2 separate regions of the Zea mays genome follow, and region 2 is linked to region 1. The links are chromatin contacts, called in public Hi-C maps. All regions are on one chromosome and are shown on one strand. Each heading gives the region's core, a stretch centred on a gene start, on an enhancer-like site or on the middle of the called end of the contact. The rest is flanking DNA. Distances are from core to core; before and after follow the strand shown.

Region 1 (4,911 bases), core at 1,665-4,164:
CTTACTTGAATCCATGAGGGGTTCGATAATCTAGGCTAGCTGCCTTTGGACCATGTGTCTCTTGTGCCGTTAGGACCCATAGTCCAAAGGCCAGTCTACTTGTCATCGAAGTGCTCCATGATGCCAAAACCCGATATATAGAGGTCCAGAAGTTGGTCTACATTGACTTGTGTGCCTATAGAAGTTGCACCACTATTTCCAAGCCCATAAGATCTACATGGTCACGTCGTACCCCCTTAGTGTCGTGCTACGTAACTCGTCGGCCATAGAACGGATAACAAAGTGGCTTCAGAGCTTGTAGAGTTTGAGTTGGAGGTAGTTCCGTGTCGCGCTATCAAGAGCTAGGCTTTGCTTGACTTCATGACAGAGTGGACCCTAGACCTGGAGTCATTCTTTGGAGAGGGAGCACCCCTAGGGCAGATGGGACCCGAGACCCCATTTATGGGACAACACTAGATGATGTTCTTCGACGGTTCCAACATGCGTTAGACCTTAGGGACCGATGTCCTCTTGCTATCTTTGGACGGCGAGCGACTGTGCTACACAATTTGTCTCAACTTCCCATCAACCAAGAATATGGCAGAATATGAGGGCCTCATTGCCAAACTCCGCGCTGCTGTGGAGCTCGGCGTAAGGCAACTCCTAGCCAAGGGCGACTCGAAGCTGGTTGTCAAACAAGTCCATGGCGTGTGTGGGTGCCAGAGTCCCCAACCCACTACATAATTGTTGGAAGTTAAGAAGTTGGAGCTGCTCTTCAACATGTTGAAGGTGCAACATGTCCCAACGCGGACCAACTCTCCAACATTGCCTCCTCGTAGGCACCGACACCTTCGAGGGTCTTTCAAAAAAGCCTCTCACAACTATATGTCCTGATTGCCGCTCCGACAAAGGGGGTCTGGCTGGTGCGAAAGCGTCGGTCACTCCGGTGGCCACTCCCTCCTCGGACACACCACCCTTTGCGCTAAGTGTCGTAGGGGCCATTTCTGGCATAGAGGCTGGTCCATACGTTGAAGGGCTCTAAACTCGGGATGCTTTTGGTGAAGGGGGCGTCCCTCCATCGATGACACCCACTGAAGCGCATCCTGCCCAAGGACAGTCATGGGCACGATGGCTCTGAACCTCGCTAGAGTGTTTTCGGTGTAGGAACATGTTCCTCCGTCGATAAGCTCAGGGGTACTTCTGGCTCAGGGGTCTGCCCCCTAGTCGACGTACTAGTCGATGAACTAGGCCCCGACCAACCCTAGTTTTTTTTGAAACTACCCTTTATACAAGTGCACGAAGCTAGATAAGCACTAAAGATGAGAACCGGAATAAAAGGAACACCTAACTCCTCTATTTTTAAATTATTGGTCCTTCATTTTGTATGATGAATATATGGTCCTAAATTTTCATAATTTGATTGCATAATTTCTTCTTTCAGATAGAGTGAAGTTATGTTAAATTGGAAGCAACAGAACTAGTCATTTATTTCGTCAACGAAGTAGGACATAAAAAGATATTTCAGAAATGGGACTAATTGTTACTCTTATAACACGTTTGGATCGTGTGGATTTAAACTAATATCTAGAAGTACCTTTTATTTTATTATTAAATTACTTTTCTAGACCAATGTTTAAAAATAAATGCACATCTACTATTTTGAGGAGTCAAATATTTCAAGTTGTTTTTTCATACAAAATAGTATCAACAGTTATATATCCAAACAATTTTACTACAAAAGAATATATGATAAATATCAGCATGTTTATATATAGTTGGTTAAATTTAAGATTGGTTGATCAGAGATGCGAACTTATTTTAGAACAGGGTACTGGGTGCGTAGCTACAGTTCTTCCGGTATATTCCGTTCTGCTGTGAAGTTATTGCGGCCGCTTTCAGTCCCAATCATTTCCATCCACCAAAGAAGTTTCCCCAACACAAGTATCCTGAAGCTTAAATTTAGGTTGAGGGACTGGTAGAGAGGGGTACTGCCTTATTCCTAACACTGGTAAGAGTGCGTAGCAGGTGTACTCGAAAACATGAGTGCGCCACTATATAGGATGCTGGAGAAATCCTATCGTAAAAAAAAAAAACAGATTTCGATGCTTTCAGTAGTACTATAATTTAGAAACATTTATTTAAGATAGTTTGGTAACACTATTTTTAAGAGATTTTTATTTTTTTAAGGAAATTAGTTCATTTTCATTTGAGAAAATAGAAAACTTTTTAAAAAAATGGAGTTGTCAAACTAACCCATAGTTGGTAAACTCTCCAAAAATAGTGTCTAATGAAAAATATTTGAGAACCGAAACATTACTCTCCAAAATTACGTTGGACCACAATGAGACAAGGAAAGACTTTTGGGCGCTCATATAAAGTGTCTCCGAATTTGGTTATTCGCACAGTAAGACAGGAGAGTTATGGTGGACCACAGTATTTGCTATACGTGCTTGTTCCCAGCATACCAGTATGTCTGATATTCAGGCCCTCTCCTTTCTACAGCCTGCCCTGAATTTCGTTCAGCAATCTCCGTTTGAAAAAAAAAACTGATTAGGACATGTACAAACAAACCTGACACATCAGTTCGTTTTTAAGTATAAGAGGTGGCTAAGATATTGTATGATATAATTCTAAGACGCTGATTATAAATACAGATAACAGATATAATGTGTGTAAAATCCTAAAGAGATGAGTTCTTTACGAAGACGAGTTCTTTACGAAGAGCCGTTAACCCCTTATAAACCCTTTAAAAGACTCTATATTAAATGAGACCCTTATCACCACCGAATAAACTTCCGTGAAGCACGAGATCACGACGGCAGGACAAGCTATTTGCTCAGCCGATGACAAGATCCCCAGGTGGGCCAGGTCGCACGTCGCTTGGCACATGGTGCCCCTAACTACCCGCGACGGTTAGTTTATTGCACGCCGTCCACCAGCCGGTCCTGCGCTCTCGAGTCGAGACTCCACCTTCCATTCATTTCATCTGCTCCATCTCCCTCTCTGTTCGCCGGCGTATAATAAGCTTCCCCTTTCTGCAACTGATCTGATCCGGGCTGCCGTGAGCTCTGCTCGTCCTGATGGAGTTCAAGAGGGATGTATGGAGCCTGCTCCTCGTGCTGCTCCTCGGGCAGCTCGTCGCCTTCTCCATGGCCGCCTCAAGCTTCGCCTCCTCCCTCATTGCTAATCTTGGTATTCAATCTTTCACCTCTCATTGAGCTGACCAGAATACACAGACTTGTTGGTGTCCATGGTAATTTACTTGATGATTCTTATCTGGATAGTGGTAAATTTTGTTACTTACCATGAACATCGTGCAGGAGTCGATGCCCCACTGACACAGTCTTTCTTAGCCTACCTGTTGCTGACCTTAGTCTATGTACCAATCGTCCTGCGTCGACGGCAGAAGCTGCAAGTAAGAGTAGCTGCATCAGCTAACCCAGGAAACTGTTGCGATTCATAGCTCACTGTCTTGAGTTGTCTTGCAGATAGCTTGGTACTGGTACCTAGCTCTGGCCTTCTTTGATGTACAGGGGAACTATCTTGGTGAGTAGTACAGACACGCACTACACAGTCACAAGTCAATGAAGTTTTGTTAGGTCTCTCTTGCTGCTACTGAGTAGTACAGACACGCACTACACAGTCACAAGTCAATGAAGTTTTGTTAGGTCTCTCTTGCTGCTGCTGATCGACATCTAATGTCCCAGTTGTGAAGGCGTACCAGTACTCATACATTACCAGTGTGACTTTGTTGGATTGCTGGACTGTTGTATGGGTCGTCATGCTCACCTGGTACGCACTGGGCACAAGATACTCACTCTGGCAGTTCGTGGGGGCAGGGACCTGTGTGGCAGGGCTCGCCCTTGTGCTGCTTTCAGATGCAAAATCTCAAGATGAGCAAGGTAAGCTACTCCAGGCATCCTACAGTTCAATTAGAAAGTCAACAACATTTTGAGAACTCGGAAATCGTAGTGCTAGGACTGTCCATACCATCTCCCTTAAAAGAAACGGTAGCAGAACAATCAAGAATACCAATACTAGCGGTGCATAAGATTGCAATGCAATAGCTGTAGATGTAAACAAGGCTTTATGAACGATATGGTCGAAATATACCTTTAGTTTCTGTAGTTACATAATTGTTTACTTCACATGTAAATCTTATTTTTTTCTGCAGATCCGAAAAAAATACCACTTCTGGGGGATGCCCTTGTTATTGCTGGGACAGTTGGTTTTGCATTTAGCAATGTTGGGGAGGTTAGTCATGCAACACATGCATCTGCTGCTATCAGCAACGGTTTCTCACAGTGGCAATAACCATTTCATTTTCCTCATATGTGTAGGAATACTGTGTCAAGAAAAAGGATAGAGTTGAAGTTGTTGCAATGCTTGGTCTCTTTGGGTTGCTGATCAGCACAGCGCAGATGTATCCTCAAAAATTCATTATTAGTTATATAACCTGTATAGCAAACTGGCATGATCTATTGGTAATCACATACATTGCTCTATTTCGCAAGGTTAAACTCTTGCCACAGTTTTCCTGGAACAAAAAAGTAGTAACTGTGTAACCCATATTAATCTTAAAAATTAGTTAAATAAACTGGCATGATCTGTCGAATGACATCTATATATTGTCTCCCTTTTGTCAAGTTAAACTAACAGCACAATTCTTTGGAACAAAAGTTGTAACTATAAATATGACCCAGGTTCTTGTAATCTTTTAACTTGATGAACCTTAGACTTGTATTTGAAAGGAAGGGCCTAGAAGCAGTTACATGGTCTCCAACAATGGTAAGAAAAGTACATTCTACCGTGAAACTCCCCATAAACCTCACTGATTTTATTATCTGGAAACTCATTCCTGCTTTTGTCTTTTTCATTTGTTCCAGATAAGTCTGTTTGCAGGATTTGCAGTGGCAATTTTCGTATTCTACA
Region 2 (4,911 bases), core at 670-3,169, 170 kb after region 1:
ATTATACATACACAATATGGAATATTGTATTTTATTGACTCAAATAAGACTTTGCAGCTACAAGGAAGTGGTTCATAGTGGTGGGGGAGGTGCGCATAAATTGTTGGCAATATTGTGAATAAACATAGGTAAGTCATCCCAAAACTACTTCACTGTGACAGCATTTGTGACAGGTCGCAGAGCATGGCTGCAGGCAGATAAAACAGAGCAAAATGATTGCAATACTTGTGGTTTCTTCAACAGAGTGATAATCATTGTGCTTCAAAGAAAGGAATGGTCACTATTTGGGATGTAGCTACTAAGCTAAATCGTTTGGTTTCTCTGAGTGATTTGCTTATCAAGTTTGTTAAGCCCATGTCATATACAAGCACACCTAGCATATTCTCTCATGATCTAATTGGCTACCTCATTTTTATAAGAAAGATATATTGAGATATATAAGTACTAATCGGCTGTCGCCATCCCTAACTAATTGCCACTCTACACTCTTGTTAGCATCTTTAAAATGTTAAAGAGGCTTACATACCTTAAAAGTATATAGTCAAGAGTGGGTAAGAGGAGTTGAAATGGTGTCTTTAAGTTTTCTTTTAAAAAATCAATCTACAAGAGATCTTGTGCCCATATACAGGAAATCAGTACCGATTGTGATTTTGCAAACAGTTGACATAATCACTCTAATATTATATGCATTAATTAGCTATGAAAGGAAAACAAACAAGATATAGATTCCAGAACACGCACAAAAGTAACATTAGCGTGCAAAAATGATCAAATGGAAGTCACATACTACAAGGCAATCATGCAATACACCCGTATGCACCAGAAGCGAGCTCCAAGCTGCAAGCAACTATTGACATACATTATATATGGGATATACCACTGTCCAGTCATCTATCACAAAACACAGCATGTAATAGTGCATCAAGAACTGAAGAATAGAGTCGTATGAAATCGAATCACAAATGACTGTTAAGAACAGTAAATAAATCAGTATTGCAGCAGGATGGGGCAGCTGCAGCCCGCGTGCTACGGATGGGGCGGAGGGCGGTGTGGGGAACGCGGGCAGAGGTTGGCGAGGGCCGGTGGTGAGCGCGTGTCGAGGCGAGGGCGCGAGAATGGCGGATCAACGCGATCTCGGGGATCGGCGGGCGCGGCGGACGAGATTGATGAAGGAGCACGGGGGAGAGGTCGATCGACAGTGGAGTGTGGATTTCGGGAATCGCGTGGATCACACAGACTGCCTTTCATGGAGATCGTGGGCGAGTCGGGGAGCAAGGAATACTCACTGATCCCCGTCCAAACCTTCAGATCTCCTGCCCCCCAACGAACAGAACGGGATCAAAAGAAGCAGAAACACGGGTATTGTACCTGGCGGGGCCAATGGCTGGCGGAGTCGGGGGCACGAGGGAAGAGGCCGGTGGGGTAGAGAAACGCGCACAAGCAGTCGAGTGCTACGCCGACCACTACCGCCGCGGCGATGCAGGACCCCCGAGACAGCGGGCGTGGACAGGTGGGGGGGAGGGCGAGGGCGAGGGCGGAGCCATCGATGCCGCGGCGAGATTAGCGGGGGTGGGGGGACGAAGACGGTGTCGCGTGCGTGACGTGGTGATTAGCGGGGGAGGAGGGTGGAGCCGCGTGGTGAGGGTGGTGGTGGACGTCCTCCTTGGCCTCTTAAGAAATAGTAAAGATAGCAGTTGTTTTTCACAACCACAGTCTAACCAAACAAACACTAAGATTATCTTCAGTGGACTGTGTAAAATAGAAGACGCAGAACTGTAGAAATATTGTTTAGTATTGTTTGTAAAGTGAAGTTCAAAATTAACCTAAGATTGGCCTTAACTCTGCAAAACCTAGAGCCGGCCCGGCGTAAATCAGAAGGGTCCAGGCGTCCAGCCGGGCAACCGCCAACCGGCCGAGGACTCGAAGCACAAGCACCACACTACCACAGTCATCACGGATTCATGGCAGCACGTGAGTACATGGCGAGGGCACCCCACAACCACACCGGACGCGGCACGCTGGCGGGTGGTTGGCAAAAGCCAAAGGGTAGGCTTTCATCGCCTCCGCGTCGCGTCGCGTCGCGTCGCTTTGGATGCGACTGACAGCACGAGTCTCCCGAGACCTGAGTCCTGAGATGAGAAGAAAGCACTAAAGCAGAGTGGGATGCCGCGGTGAGGACTGAGGACTGAGGACTGGACGCGCGGCGCGGGTGCGCGGCTTCGGAGTCCGCTAGACTACACCACGCGGGTTCGGCAAATGGGGATGGCGGCGGACGCGACGACGGCCATGACCATCGACTTCCTCCGCGCGCGCCTCCTCTCCGAGCGCTCCGTCTCCCGCGCCGCCAAGGAGCGGGCCGACCACCTTGCCAAGCGGGTAAATGCGCGCGCATTTCGTTGGCTTCCTGCCTCCTCGCATTCCCGGCTTAGTCAATAGTCACCGAGCCCGTCGCCGCAGTGCAGGTTGTGGAGCTGGAGGAGCAGCTCCGGACGGTGACGGCGCAGCGGCGCAAGGCGGAGCGGGCGGCCGCGGAGGTGCTTGCCATCCTCGACTCCCAGGGCTTCGGCCGCCTCTCCGACGCCGCGGACGATTCAGGCTCAGAGTACGAGGCCGACACGGGCGATCCCAATGCCGTCGAGAGGGACGGAGGCGGCGGGAATGCAGCGGAGGACGCGCTGTCGGGGTCGGAGCTGGGAGCCCCGGCGGCGGCGGCTGCTGCCTCTGCTGCTCAGGCCGGGGGCTTGTCGTGGAGGGGCCGCGCCGCGAGCCCCGAATGCGAGAGGCGGCGGCCGCAGCACCAACAGCACAAGGGCAGGCAGCTAAGGCAGAGGCACGGCCACGGCCACGGCCACAGGAGGGGTTACTTTTACTGCCGCGCCGCGGATTCGTCGCCCAAGTACCACCCAGGGCAGTCTTGCCGGAAGATCAAGAGGAAGGAGCTGAGGTCCGGGCGTTGCTCATTGCTCAAGTTCCATCCCAATTGCTGGCATGTTATTGTGCAATTATCTGGCACACTCACACACATGCTCTTCTGATTGACAGATCTCAGACAGAAGAAGAGGAGGGCAACGACAATGCAGTGGAGAGCACGGAGGACGGGCAGGAGAGATCAGATTGTACTGTTTGCACTGATCAACCGGCTGATGTTGATGGCGAGGTGAACCAAGATGGGCATGGCTCTTCTAGTAATGGAAGAGGGGAGGATCGTGATGATCTTGCCATGGTATATGAGAAGGATGGGGAGATGGAGAGGGTACTCGAGAAGCAGGCTGAGCTAATTGGACAGTTCGAGGCTCAAGAAAATGCTCAGAGGGAGTGGGAGGAGAAATTCAGCCTGAGCCGGGATTCAGTTATGGTACACACTTTCCTTTTTCAGATATGAAACATTTTACTTAATACGAAGTTCTTTCATTTGACTGTATAAAAAATAAAATGAGCTAATATTTTCATATTGTCCACTCATTTCTGCTCTCCAACTTCCAGGATAATGTTAACTTATTAAACAACAAGCTAAATCAGGCTGAAAATGCTTGTGGGAGGAGGGAAACTGCTCGGGTTGTAGATAAAGAAGTGGTTTGTGAACAGGCAAGATCAAGTGACAATAATTTCCATTGCATCAACGACCCCTCTGAATGTCTACCAAATGGCCCTGTTTCAGAATTGCCCCAAAATGTAGCCAAAGATAGTGTTACTGAACACCGGAAATTTGATGGGTTTGGTCATGATTGTGTAGTGACTGCTGCAGCAGTAATTTCAAGCCACGGAGAACTGCAGGTTAGGAAGGATGTGCTGACAACTAAAAGCTATCCTGAAGGAAGTGGCAATAATCTTGGGAAATCAGCTCTACCACCACAAGGAAGCTGTGGTAGCAGACTAAATGCAGGACATAGAAATGGTCAAGGAGATGAAAGTTCAGACAGTGGTTCAAGCTACCATGTGAATGCTCGATCTTCTGAGCAATACATAAACACATCATCAGTTGGGAGCCAGCTAAGTGATACTCCTAAAAGCGAAGTCTCAGAATGGAGCTCCTCTTGCTTTCATAACCATACCGATAACCAGCTTGATACACAACTTCATCAATCATCAAACAAAGATGTAGGAGGGGTGCTAGAGGCCCTTCGACGTGCCAAGATGTCTCTCAGAGCAAAGCTGAGCTGGCCAAGTCTAGCCAGCAAGAACATATTGGCACTTGAAGCACCGGATGATTTGCCAGTCAATGGCATGGAACTTTCACTCTGCAGGACAGCCCATGTCAGTCAGGAAATATTCGCACTACCAACACCAACAGACTACCTTAACAAGGTATTACCGCATGATGATGTGAAGGTACCAATAGGTCCTGCTGGTTTGTTTCGTTTGCCAATAGATTCATTTCCCAGAGATGAGATGACCACAAGGGATGGCTATGGTTCATGGTTCAGTTTGACCTCGGTGAGTCCACCCTACGTGTCGCCAAGCTATCATGCTGATCATATTATGCCAGCTCTATCCTTGTCTCAGTATGGTTCTGGGTTGTCACTAAATCCATACTATGATCCTCATAGTTCCATGTTGCTATCCATGCCCACTGCTGGTGGGCGTAGCGTCCCTGTGTCAGATTTCAGAATAGGGGATGGTTCCTTCCTCCGAGAAGTTCCACGGCCTGACAATTATTAGGGGATGCCTTCTAGAGACAACTGCACACTTCCAGTATGGTCATGGTCACGGGAACTCTCATAATGTTCAAATGTATCTTCATGCTTTGTAAAAACTATCAAAAAGTTCAATTGTACCTGTTCATGCTTGGAATCTCACGTCTGTGATGGTGTTGGATGCCATTTGCTGCATCGATTCTGCATTACGTTAGGTACTGATGTATACCATGTAGTGTTGCAAACTAAGAACATGTTCTGTTTGTAAGCAGTATCG

The links. A called contact is a pair of places that touch in the nucleus more often than the background predicts.
Region 2: a Hi-C map of bundle sheath shows a contact between it and region 1, with 2.2 times the contacts expected there. The contact joins the promoter of LOC103630408 here to the promoter of LOC100284820 in region 1. A contact is called at or near these places in 9 of 25 Hi-C or Micro-C datasets (bundle sheath, ear, leaf and 3 more) and 1 of 3 datasets of contacts at active chromatin or transcription factors (leaf).

What each region holds. Positions count from the first base shown.
Region 1 is chr6:160,795,319-160,800,229 of Zm-B73-REFERENCE-NAM-5.0, forward strand. LOC100284820 reads left to right here and starts at 2,915. Exons shown (of 12, transcript NM_001157715.2): 1 at 2,915-3,171; 2 at 3,300-3,394; 3 at 3,468-3,525; 4 at 3,687-3,881; 5 at 4,154-4,233; 6 at 4,320-4,402; 7 at 4,716-4,767; 8 at 4,866-4,911. The coding sequence starts at 3,060.
Region 2 is chr6:160,968,228-160,973,138 of Zm-B73-REFERENCE-NAM-5.0, forward strand. It overlaps LOC103630408, which reads left to right and starts at 1,920. Exons shown (of 4, transcript XM_008651461.4): 1 at 1,920-2,376; 2 at 2,463-2,944; 3 at 3,043-3,355; 4 at 3,484-4,911. The coding sequence starts at 2,257. The coding sequence ends at 4,659.